Linked DNA regions of Sus scrofa: all the other regions are linked to region 3. The links are chromatin contacts, called in public promoter capture Hi-C maps. All regions are on one chromosome and are shown on one strand. Each heading gives the region's core, a stretch centred on a gene start, on an enhancer-like site or on the middle of the called end of the contact. The rest is flanking DNA. Distances are from core to core; before and after follow the strand shown. Region 1 holds the start of ZNF565 (zinc finger protein 565). Region 2 holds the start of ZNF527 (zinc finger protein 527). Region 3 holds the start of ZFP14 (zinc finger protein 14 homolog).

Evidence for each region. Promoter capture Hi-C pulls out the DNA fragments that hold promoters and counts their contacts.
Region 1: a contact with region 3 is called in a promoter capture Hi-C map of fetal liver, with 3 times the contacts expected there. The contact joins the promoter of ZNF565 here to the promoter of ZFP14 in region 3. A contact is called at or near these places in 2 of 5 promoter capture datasets (fetal liver and fetal skeletal muscle) and 1 of 47 Hi-C or Micro-C datasets (liver).
Region 2: a promoter capture Hi-C map of liver shows a contact between it and region 3, with 4 times the contacts expected there. The contact joins the promoter of ZNF527 here to the promoter of ZFP14 in region 3. A contact is called at or near these places in 1 of 5 promoter capture datasets (liver) and 1 of 2 datasets of contacts at active chromatin or transcription factors (skeletal muscle).

The regions. Positions count from the first base shown.
Region 1 is chr6:45,575,542-45,578,700 of Sscrofa11.1, reverse strand. It overlaps ZNF565 (zinc finger protein 565), which reads left to right and starts at 1,735. Exons shown (of 6, transcript XM_021097171.1): 1 at 1,735-1,845. It overlaps ZNF146 (zinc finger protein OZF), which reads right to left. Exons shown (of 7, transcript XR_002345320.1): 5 at 1,605-2,397.
Region 2 is chr6:46,302,784-46,305,906 of Sscrofa11.1, reverse strand. It overlaps ZNF527 (zinc finger protein 527), which reads right to left and starts at 1,873. Exons shown (of 5, transcript XM_013998435.2): 1 at 1,663-1,873.
Region 3 is chr6:45,985,967-45,989,082 of Sscrofa11.1, reverse strand. It overlaps ZFP14 (zinc finger protein 14 homolog), which reads right to left and starts at 1,423. Exons shown (of 4, transcript XM_013998455.2): 1 at 1,313-1,423.

The sequences.
Region 1 (3,159 bases), core at 486-2,985, 410 kb after region 3:
GCCACAGCAACGCCAAATCCAAGCCAAGTCTGTGACCTACAATGCAGCTCAAGGCAACACCAGATCCTTAACCCACTGAGCAAGGCCAGGGATTGAACCCAAGTCCTCAAGCATACTAGTCTAGTGCATTACTGCTAAGCCACGATGGGAAATCTTGCACACACTTCTTTATGAGAAATTCCCACTGAAAAACATTGTATATTTATTTGTTCACATCTTATGTTACCCCCGAAAGCAGTATTCTAAAGTTCTTTTCCAATAGTTTTAAACGTTTCTTAAATTTACTCCTCGATTTTTAAAAGACAGTTCGTGTAAACAGTGGTCTTCTACTATACCTTCTACCTGACTGTTGTTTATTTGAAGGCTACTGATCTACAGACACTGATTTGGTAACCAATTATTTAACTCTCTTATTATTTAAAACCTTGAAGGACAACTGTGGGTTATCCTTAATAATAGTATCTCCCTTTCTTCACAAAACCCATACAACCTGAGAACACTTCCACGCATTTAGGAGTTAGTACACCTAACTAGTTCGGATTCATGGATAAACACTGCAGCAAGTTTGTTTGTTTTTTTTTTTCCCCAAAGAACGAGGATAACTGTGTTTATCCTAGAACCCCAGACCCTTGACTTCCTAGTACTCTGCTTTCTGCGATATGTTGACACTACTTCTCAAAAGGTAACGCTGATATCTACTCTACCTAGGCTTAACAGCAGCCCTATTAAAGTTCCTCAAAGATCAGAATATTTGAGACCGTTTGAAACAGGGTCCCCATAACAAAAAGTTCCTTTGAAATATTTCTGCTTGTTTAAAAAAAAAAGCAATAAGTCACGATGATTTGCATTGTACCTAATTAATAAGAAATGTATTTTATAGAAAAGCATATTTTAAAATTAATTACCACTTGGTGCTTAACCCCCTTCCAATCTGCAAGTAAATTAGGTATTCCAGGAAGATGGCACCGTTATTATCAGCACTTTCGACAAGAGAAGTGCCGCTCGGACGTTATCTCAATGCCGGTCTCCCTCTTAGACGCAAGCCATACATACCCTGAGCCCAGTTTCTTCCTCAATGTTCTCAAACATTTAGTCTAACTTGCGGTCAAACTCAGGGTCACGCACACTCGAACCCTCCTCAGAGGCCCCCACCCCCACCCCACACGTAGACTAGAAGCTCTAAAACCCACTCCCCTTCCTCGCGCCGCACCCCAATAGATCTGGAATCCTTCCCCTCAACCTCCCCGACCCTATCGGCCCAAGACGTCCACATCCCACCTCCTATTTTCGCGCCACGTGGACCCAGGGGCCGGACTGACCCGCGGACAAAGACCAAAATGTCCACTCGGTATGCTGCGCCTGCGCACTCAGAGGGCGAGTGAGCACTCCCAGAAACCCCCGCGACGCAGCCCGCACGGTCACCGCGGCCAAGCCCAAGCTGGTGTCTGGTTACCTTCTATCAAAGCAATGCCGCTTTTCCGGCCTTGAACTACATTTCCCTTAATGCTTTGCGGGTCGACACCCAGTATCTCCTTCTGCCTTTCCTATACGAATGTTGCGGCCACGTCCTTTGATTATGAGGCTCTCAGGTCAAGTAGTCCTACCTTGGGGGGATATCAGCTCAAGCCTGGTGGACGTTTGGAGCTGGAACCCTCCTCTTTGAAGCAGTGTCATATAGGCCGAGCTCTGACTTTCTGGTTTGAGGACGCCATCATGTCTCTGGCTGGTCTGGTCCTGGACTACGTTTCCCAGAGTCCACAGCGGCCCAGCGTTACGTGTCTCTTGACGTCGTGGCGAGATCGTTTGCTCCGCCGGGACCCGGACGCGACCAAGGGGAGGCAGAAGGTGAGGGGTCTGGGAGTCTGGGGCGGGGACGGGGCGTGTCCAGAGCCTTGGGTTTGTGCGCGCTGGCGGGAACGGGCTGAGGATGCGCTATTTTGAATGTGTCTTTGTGTGTCATGGTGGTGAGTAGATTGTGTAACTGCGTTAGTGGTGTGATTGTGCCTGTGTATACGGGTGTGGAGGTGTCTATGATTGTGTAGTTGTGTCCTGTGTGTGTTAAGAGTGGATGTGTGGTTGTGTCCGTGTGACACTATTTTGTGCAGCACCAATTTTGTGGGTGTGAGGTCCCTGTGACTCTAGTGCTCTGACAAATTATAGCCCTGAACAGCGAGCATCTGTAACACCGAGATTGGGCATCTTCTGTGCCCTCCCTCCTCCTGTGTAGGACGGGTGGGCGATGACCCATTAAAACTGCCCTGGCTCCTCATGATTGCTTTTTCTTGACTCTTCTCTAAGACATACATTGAAAGGAGAAGGAAAGAACTATTGTTGAACATCCAGAAGCCAAGCTGTCCGTGCATCAAGTTTTCTTCTTCCCCTGAAACCCTTCTTTCTCTACGTGTGTTAAAAAAGCAAAACAAAAAATTCAGCCAAATAAACGTGAAAATTAATTGTCCTTATTTAACAGTTCATGAATCGGGCAGGATCCTATCTAGCAAACGGAGAGATACTCCAAGGAGATGTACAAAATCGAAAGTTTTCATAGGCAGTAGGAAAGTGGGGCAAGGAAGTTACTAGCAAAAGAAAAGAAAGCATTGTTTTAGGCCCGGTCACCTTTTAGGGGAGGGGAACGGCTAGGGTTTTATCATGCAAATTATCTCTCTGGTGCTAACCAGGAAATTCCAGATTGATTGTTTAAAGATTTAACACATTCTTGAGAAAGCCTGAAACTAGAAATAAGTCTTGGTTTGTTATTGTGGGGACAAATGACACCATTTGGGGCTTGTTATTTCCTTTCAACACGTGCTTTTCTTTCCTCCTTCTGAAACTTCTTACTTAACACAGATAAGACACCACCACCCTGCCCCGGGAGAAACTAGTGTCTGGTATTTGCCTTTGAGTAAATTTCTGAGTGCCATGAAGGTGAACTGAAGGACCCACACCCTCTTTGCTCCCTGCACACCTAATGTTCATCTACAATTTTTTAAACATTTGAATTGGCTTTAGATTTAAAACTGCTACAAAAAAAGATTTCTCCAAATACTCTTAACCCAGTTTCTCTATAGGTTACCATTTTACATAATCACAGTACATGGTCAAAATTAGATTAACACTCATATATTATTAATCACTAATCTACAAACCTTATTCAAATTT
Region 2 (3,123 bases), core at 624-3,123, 320 kb before region 3:
GGATAGTTGCGTTTGACTTGGAATTTAAGATATACAACCCTCTAATTCTGGGCTACTCTGCACTAGCCAACTCAATCTCTAAGAAAATTATTTCCATAGCGTAATGCAGCTTGAAATTGTCCATAAAAGCCTTTGCAACCTGAGAGGAGAATCAGTGGAGTCCTCTCTCAGCATCTGAGAACTCTAAGTAGCATCAACATAAAAGAAATACCTTCTAAATTGCTGTTCCAAATGGCTGTGTATCTCTTGAATACTATTTTTCAAATTTGAGAGGAACCATCAGTCTCTGAAAGAAAGTGATGGAAAAGACTTGGGCTTTATCTAGCCCCCAGAGGCACACTGAATCTCCACTGCTTCCCTCACTGTCCGACTGTCACAGCTTTTCTTTCCTCACTACTCTCTATGCCAGGAGTTGCATGAGCCAACTCCTGGCATAGAGAAGGGCCACTCTTGTTGCCGCTTCGATTCTACACACACATGTGAAAAAGAAATGAGAACACTTTTCTTTATTAAGAGAAAAAGTCAAAACCAAAAACTTAGTTCACTTGGTACTCGATTAAAGGAGCCATGCCTTTCTCAGCACCAACCATGGAAGAGTTTTGACAAGAACAAATATAAAAATAAAAAATAAATCTCAAACTCCATGGCTTCCTAAAGAGAGGAAGCCGGGGTTTCCAGATTGGGCTTTTCGCCCCCAAAAGCAGCCAGTATGACGACGATCTCACCACAATGTCTTTACATGGGGTTCTGTGACTCTCAAAGGGACTGAAGAGACTCAGATTAAAGTTCCAGATCCAGAAAGCACAGACAATCCTCTACACAACACCCTCAGAAACTAGGGGCCCCATCTTTTGCTATCACAACATGGGAAAGATCAAGGGAGTTTAGTACTTAAAAGCAAGGATGCTGGGGCCAAATAGCGTGGGTTTAAGTCCCAGATCTGTCTCTTAGTAAACTGTACCAACGTGGGTGAGTAATTTTAATCCTACCATAATCTACTGTGCCTCATAATCACACAGTAGGTTTCACACAAACATACAAATTCTCACCTGATCACACACATATACTTGGTTACACAATCACACCTGCAATGTTACACACATACACAGTGGCATAAACACAAAGACAGAGATGATGATACGCAAGCACTCCAACAGAGAGACAATCACACACAACCTCATACACAGTGACATACCACAAAAGGTCACACATCCTGCCACAATTACTCATACAAAATTATACCTGCAGAGGTAGATGGTCATGGGCACAAAATCACACCTTCTGTCACACACATTCAAACGCACTTATCTCCACAGAGACAAGTGATCTAACATAATCATTCACACACATCCACATGGCGACACACACACCATGTCACACCCAGTGTCTCACAAATCTATGCACAACAGCACCTGCAGAGAGAGACCCACATAAACGCACACATAGAGTTTTACACCAGACAGACGGGTCACAGTCGCGCACAATCATACACTTGGTGGCATAGAAGAACACACTGTCACACCCCCAGCCTCTCACGTAGCTATACTTGGTGACACACGGTCTCCCCAAAGGCACCCGCCTGGTCCCCATCCCAGCCCCTACTGGTCCACTCCAAGCCCGGCCCTGACCGCCAGCTCTCGCGCGCAGCCAGGCCCCACTCACCTCCCAGCGCCGCTGGCTCTGGAAACCCGCCCAGCGACCCGAGACTCGCAACGTAGCCTCCCAGGATACCCCGCGGGGCGGAGCGGGGCGGGGACTGAGGCGCGGGGCACCCTGACTTCGGCTGGGAAAACATGCAAATACGGGAACCTGGTCGTAGCGACGTAGCTTTTCCTTCAGACCCTGAGGACCACGAGCCCCAGAACGCTTTGCGTCTCGGCCTATTTGCAGAATGAACTACATTTCCCAGAGGGCCCCGAGCGCGCCTGCGCTACAGGCGGAAGCTGCCTCAGGTGCGGAGACCAGAACATTGTGTGACCCTGGGCGATTTGGGCACTCAAGTGACCATGGGCGTCTGTGTGAGGGACTGGTGGAGCTGCGCTGGTCCGTGACTGTTATTGAATCCCTGGGTGTGGCGGTTTGTGTGTAACTCTCGATGCACACTTGTGCTTGCGCACGTCTGGGCGACGAGCTGTCAGTGTAGTGAGCCTCTGTATTTTAGATCACATCCTGTGATAGGTCGCTGTGTGACAGATCGTCGGTCTGTGATGCCAAGAATGGGAGAGTGATTGTTGGGTATGTAAGGGTCTGTGGCAGGCTTTGGCCATGACGTTTCTGTAAGTGTGTTCTTATCCCAGAGATCGCAGTTTACTGATAACGGGCGATGAAGCTTTGTTTCTAGGTTTGTCTTTAGGATTGAGTCCGTGATAGAGGTCTTTGTGTGTCTCTGTGTACCCGACTCCAGGTGTAACTGTTCTCCCACCTCTCACCCCTGGCCATGGGCAGAGTCATTGCTATCCTCTTTTTTATATCCCTTCTCTTCTTGCTGTTAATGTGATACCAGGCACTGGAGGGCAACTAGATTCTAATTGTAGGAAAATGCTTATTTGCACCAAAGCCTTTTTTTTTTTTTTTTTTTTTTTTTTTTTTTTGTCTTCTGTCTTTTTAGGACCGCATCTGCAGCATATGGAGGTTTCCAGGCTAGGGGTGGAATAGGAGCTGTATCCGCCGGCCTACACCACAGCCACAGCAACTCCAGATCCAAGCCACGTCTGAGATCTACACCACAGCTCCTGGCAATACCGGATCCTTAACCCACTGAGTGAGGCCAGGGATTGAACCTGCAACCTCATGACAGGGAACTCTTTCTTTCTTTTTCTCTCTCTCTCTCTCTTTTTTTTTTTTTTTTTTTTTGCAAAGGCATTTATGATGTAGCCAATAGCTTGGTGGTTTCTTTTGTTGCTGTTTCTACCTTTTCACTTTACAACTAATTGTGGCCCAGCTTTAAGAAAACTGTCCACAGAAGGACAAGAGTTACAAATGTGTGAAGAAGGAAGGTTAAAGTGAACTTCATGATATTAGATTGGAACTAGAGATATCCATATGAACTGATAATTTTTTTTAGACAGACATGTTTGTATATACACAGATATAAATTTTCTAGCTCTGTCGACAGCGATGGCC
Region 3 (3,116 bases), core at 174-2,673:
ACCCTGATTCTTATCCAGAAACCTGTTTTTCTTCTTTTTACTATAAAACTCCCTGCAGTACTTTTCAATGTAGGGCACAGTCTTTAAAGCATTAGCCTGCTGTGGCCTCCTCTGCCTGGCAAGGCAATAAGGGCTACTTTTTTCCTCTTTCACCCAAAACTCTGTGTTTCTATTCAGCACCAGTGGACAGAAGCCGAGTTTCGGCAACAAAAAGGATAAGAAAACCTCTTCTGTAAAGAGCTGAGCTCCAACTGAAGGAACCTGAGGAAGTGGGAACAATTCTGGAACCACTGCTGTTTCTGAGGTGAGAACAGAAGAGGCAAGGATTAACTGGAGATTAAGTGCTATCAGTGAAGTGAGGGTAATTTAGCAACTGAGTATCTCTAGTAATAAAATAAAAGTAGCATCATTGGTAAGCACACTTTAAGCTCTCAAACAGGGAGCATTTTACAACTGCTGCATGACCTGGGCAGAAATAATGTTTTCTATTAACTCTGCAGCTGGCTTTATCTTTTCTTTTCCAATCTCATTAATGGGAGCGTCGCTTTTTCTCTTTTCGGTCCGACCTGATTTTTTCACTCTTTCATCAGGAGAAGCAAATACCACCATGTCCAGAAAAAATAAAAATTACATTTCATGGAACAAAGAGAAAAAACAAACTCATATATATATACATATGTGCATATACATACACAAATATAAATATATGCAATTATTTCCTCCTTTCTCTCTCCGTCCTAAAGATCAGCAGGCTGGGGTAAGGAAACAGGAATCTCAACGCACTGAGCCTTTTTTTGGAGGTAAGCCAGGCCAGGCTAAAGACACACCCCCGCTACTCTTGCGCCCAGGAGCCCCACAGGACCGTGTCCGGTTTCACTACCACACTTTCTCCCACCATCCACCACACACCAAACCCGATGGAAATAACAGGGAGCCTGGGGTGAAGCTGACCCTTCCCGGTATCAGAGAGAACGGCCAGAGTACAAAGACCTGGGCTGGTATCTGTCTACGAGTTCTCTAGAGCTGCCTTGGGAGGGAGCTCTGGTTAAGCTGTGGCTTTGAAAGCTGTTGTTCTTCAGACTGCGTCTTTTTGTTAGGGGCCTTCACTGTGGGGTTCATAAATCTAACTCGGAGCCATTCTGGGCCGCTGCATCTGTGCGGCCCCGAAGCGGGCGGACAGAGGATGCATCGGGGAACCCAATGTCCACTCAGCGTCACAAACTACACAGTCACTGCAGCCCTGCACACACAGGGCCGCGCCGCCCCCGCGCCGCCCCCGCGCCCATTTCCTCAATGCACGCGAGCAACTCACCTCTCCGAGCCGACACCAGCAAGGAAGGCGGAAGGAAAGTAGGCGCAGAGGCCTGTGGGAGATGTAGTCCCGGCTAGGGAGGGCCTGGTCCGCGCCCCAGCTGGCTGCGCCGAATGCGCAAGTGCGGGTTGTCCAGCTCAGGCGGAGAATCCCCAGGGTCCTTGAGTCTCCGAGACGGTTGGACTGCTGCCTGAGAGCCTTCGAGGCTGTCCCAGGCTGACCGAGGCACCCTCCTCGAACTTGGGTTAGCGTTGTTTTTGAGAAACCCCTACTAGTGCTAAGAGAAGTGCAGCAGGCACCTAATATATGTACTACGCACATAGCAGGTGCTCGGGTGTGTATACCCAAGCAGGACGTGGTTGTACCTCAAGACTCAAAATCCGGAGTTCCCGTTGTGGCTTAGGAAGCGAACCCAACTAGTACCAATGAGGATGCGAGTTCGATCCCTGACCTCGCTTAGTGGGTTAAGTAAGGATCCAGCATCGCCATGAGCTGTGGTGTAGGTAGCAGACGAGGCTGGGATCCAGCCTGTGGCTGGCGAGCAGCTGCAGCTTCAATTCGATCCCTAGGCTGGTAACTTCCATAAACTGCAGGTGCGGCCCTGGGGGGGGAAAAAAAGTCTCAATATCCTCCAAACCCTAGCAGAACCTGGACACACAGAGGTTGCTTAGTGCTCGCTCCCTCCTCCCTTCCTATTCTCTCCCGGATTGTTTTGGTTTTTTTTTTTTTCCCCCTCCTTCCCTCTTGAGCTTGTGGACGGATAGTTCTGTAAAAATCTGTTAGGTTAAGGTAGTGGGTATTGTCATTTAGATGTTATTTATCCTTACTGATTTTTAAAAAATCTAGTCCTAGTAATTACTAAGAGAGGTGTGTCTATTTCTATTTTCCTTTTAGTTCTACCCGGTATTGCTTCAAAGTATTTTCAAGCCCTGTTAAATACATACATACATACTGATGAGGACGATTGAAAAGTGAACATTAGGAAGGGTGTCTTCCGAAGTCTCTCAGATGAGTAATAATTGAATTCATCCCGTCCTGGGTTCATTCCTAAGAAACCGGATAAGCCTACCAGGGACTACACTGTAGCAGCTTCTCCATCTTACATTTTTTATGTATTAGTTAATAGAAGGAAGAATTTTTCTTCTCTCAAGAACATAAAACTTTTTTTAAAAATATAAAACTTTAGAAAGTATTTGAAAATGTCTAGGCTAATCTTAGTTCTCATTTTGCAAACAGGAAGATATGAAGTAGGAGTCACATGAAAACTATGATTGTGAATTTCAGTTTTTGCTTCATATATTTTGAAGCTCCATTATTATAGTACGTGCACATTTATGATTGTGTGTCTTCCCGATGAATTGACCCTTCTTTTATGAAACATTTCTCTGTATCTAGACAAATTTTCAAGCAAAAATTAAAAGCTAAAATATACAGTGCTCTTTCTTTTTACCAGGCCGTTTTAAGACTGTTGCATGTATTAATTATTCTTCATAACTCCATCATGTTAGTACTATTTTGATCCTCATGCAACAGACACAGAACATGGAGAGGTGAAGAAACCTGTCCAACATCACAGAGCAATTAATGGAGAAGGGAGAATGCAAACATGCTTTGTTAATAAAACTTTTTTATTTTGAAATATCAAATGCAGAGAAAAGTTGCAATAGCACAAAGAATTCTTATATACCCTTCAGATAGTTTCTGTAAATGCTAACACACTGCATTTATTTTCTGATTCTTTTTCTGAACAATTGGAATTTTATTCACAAAAGTCAGTTGCACACATAAGGCTCCTTTACCCCTA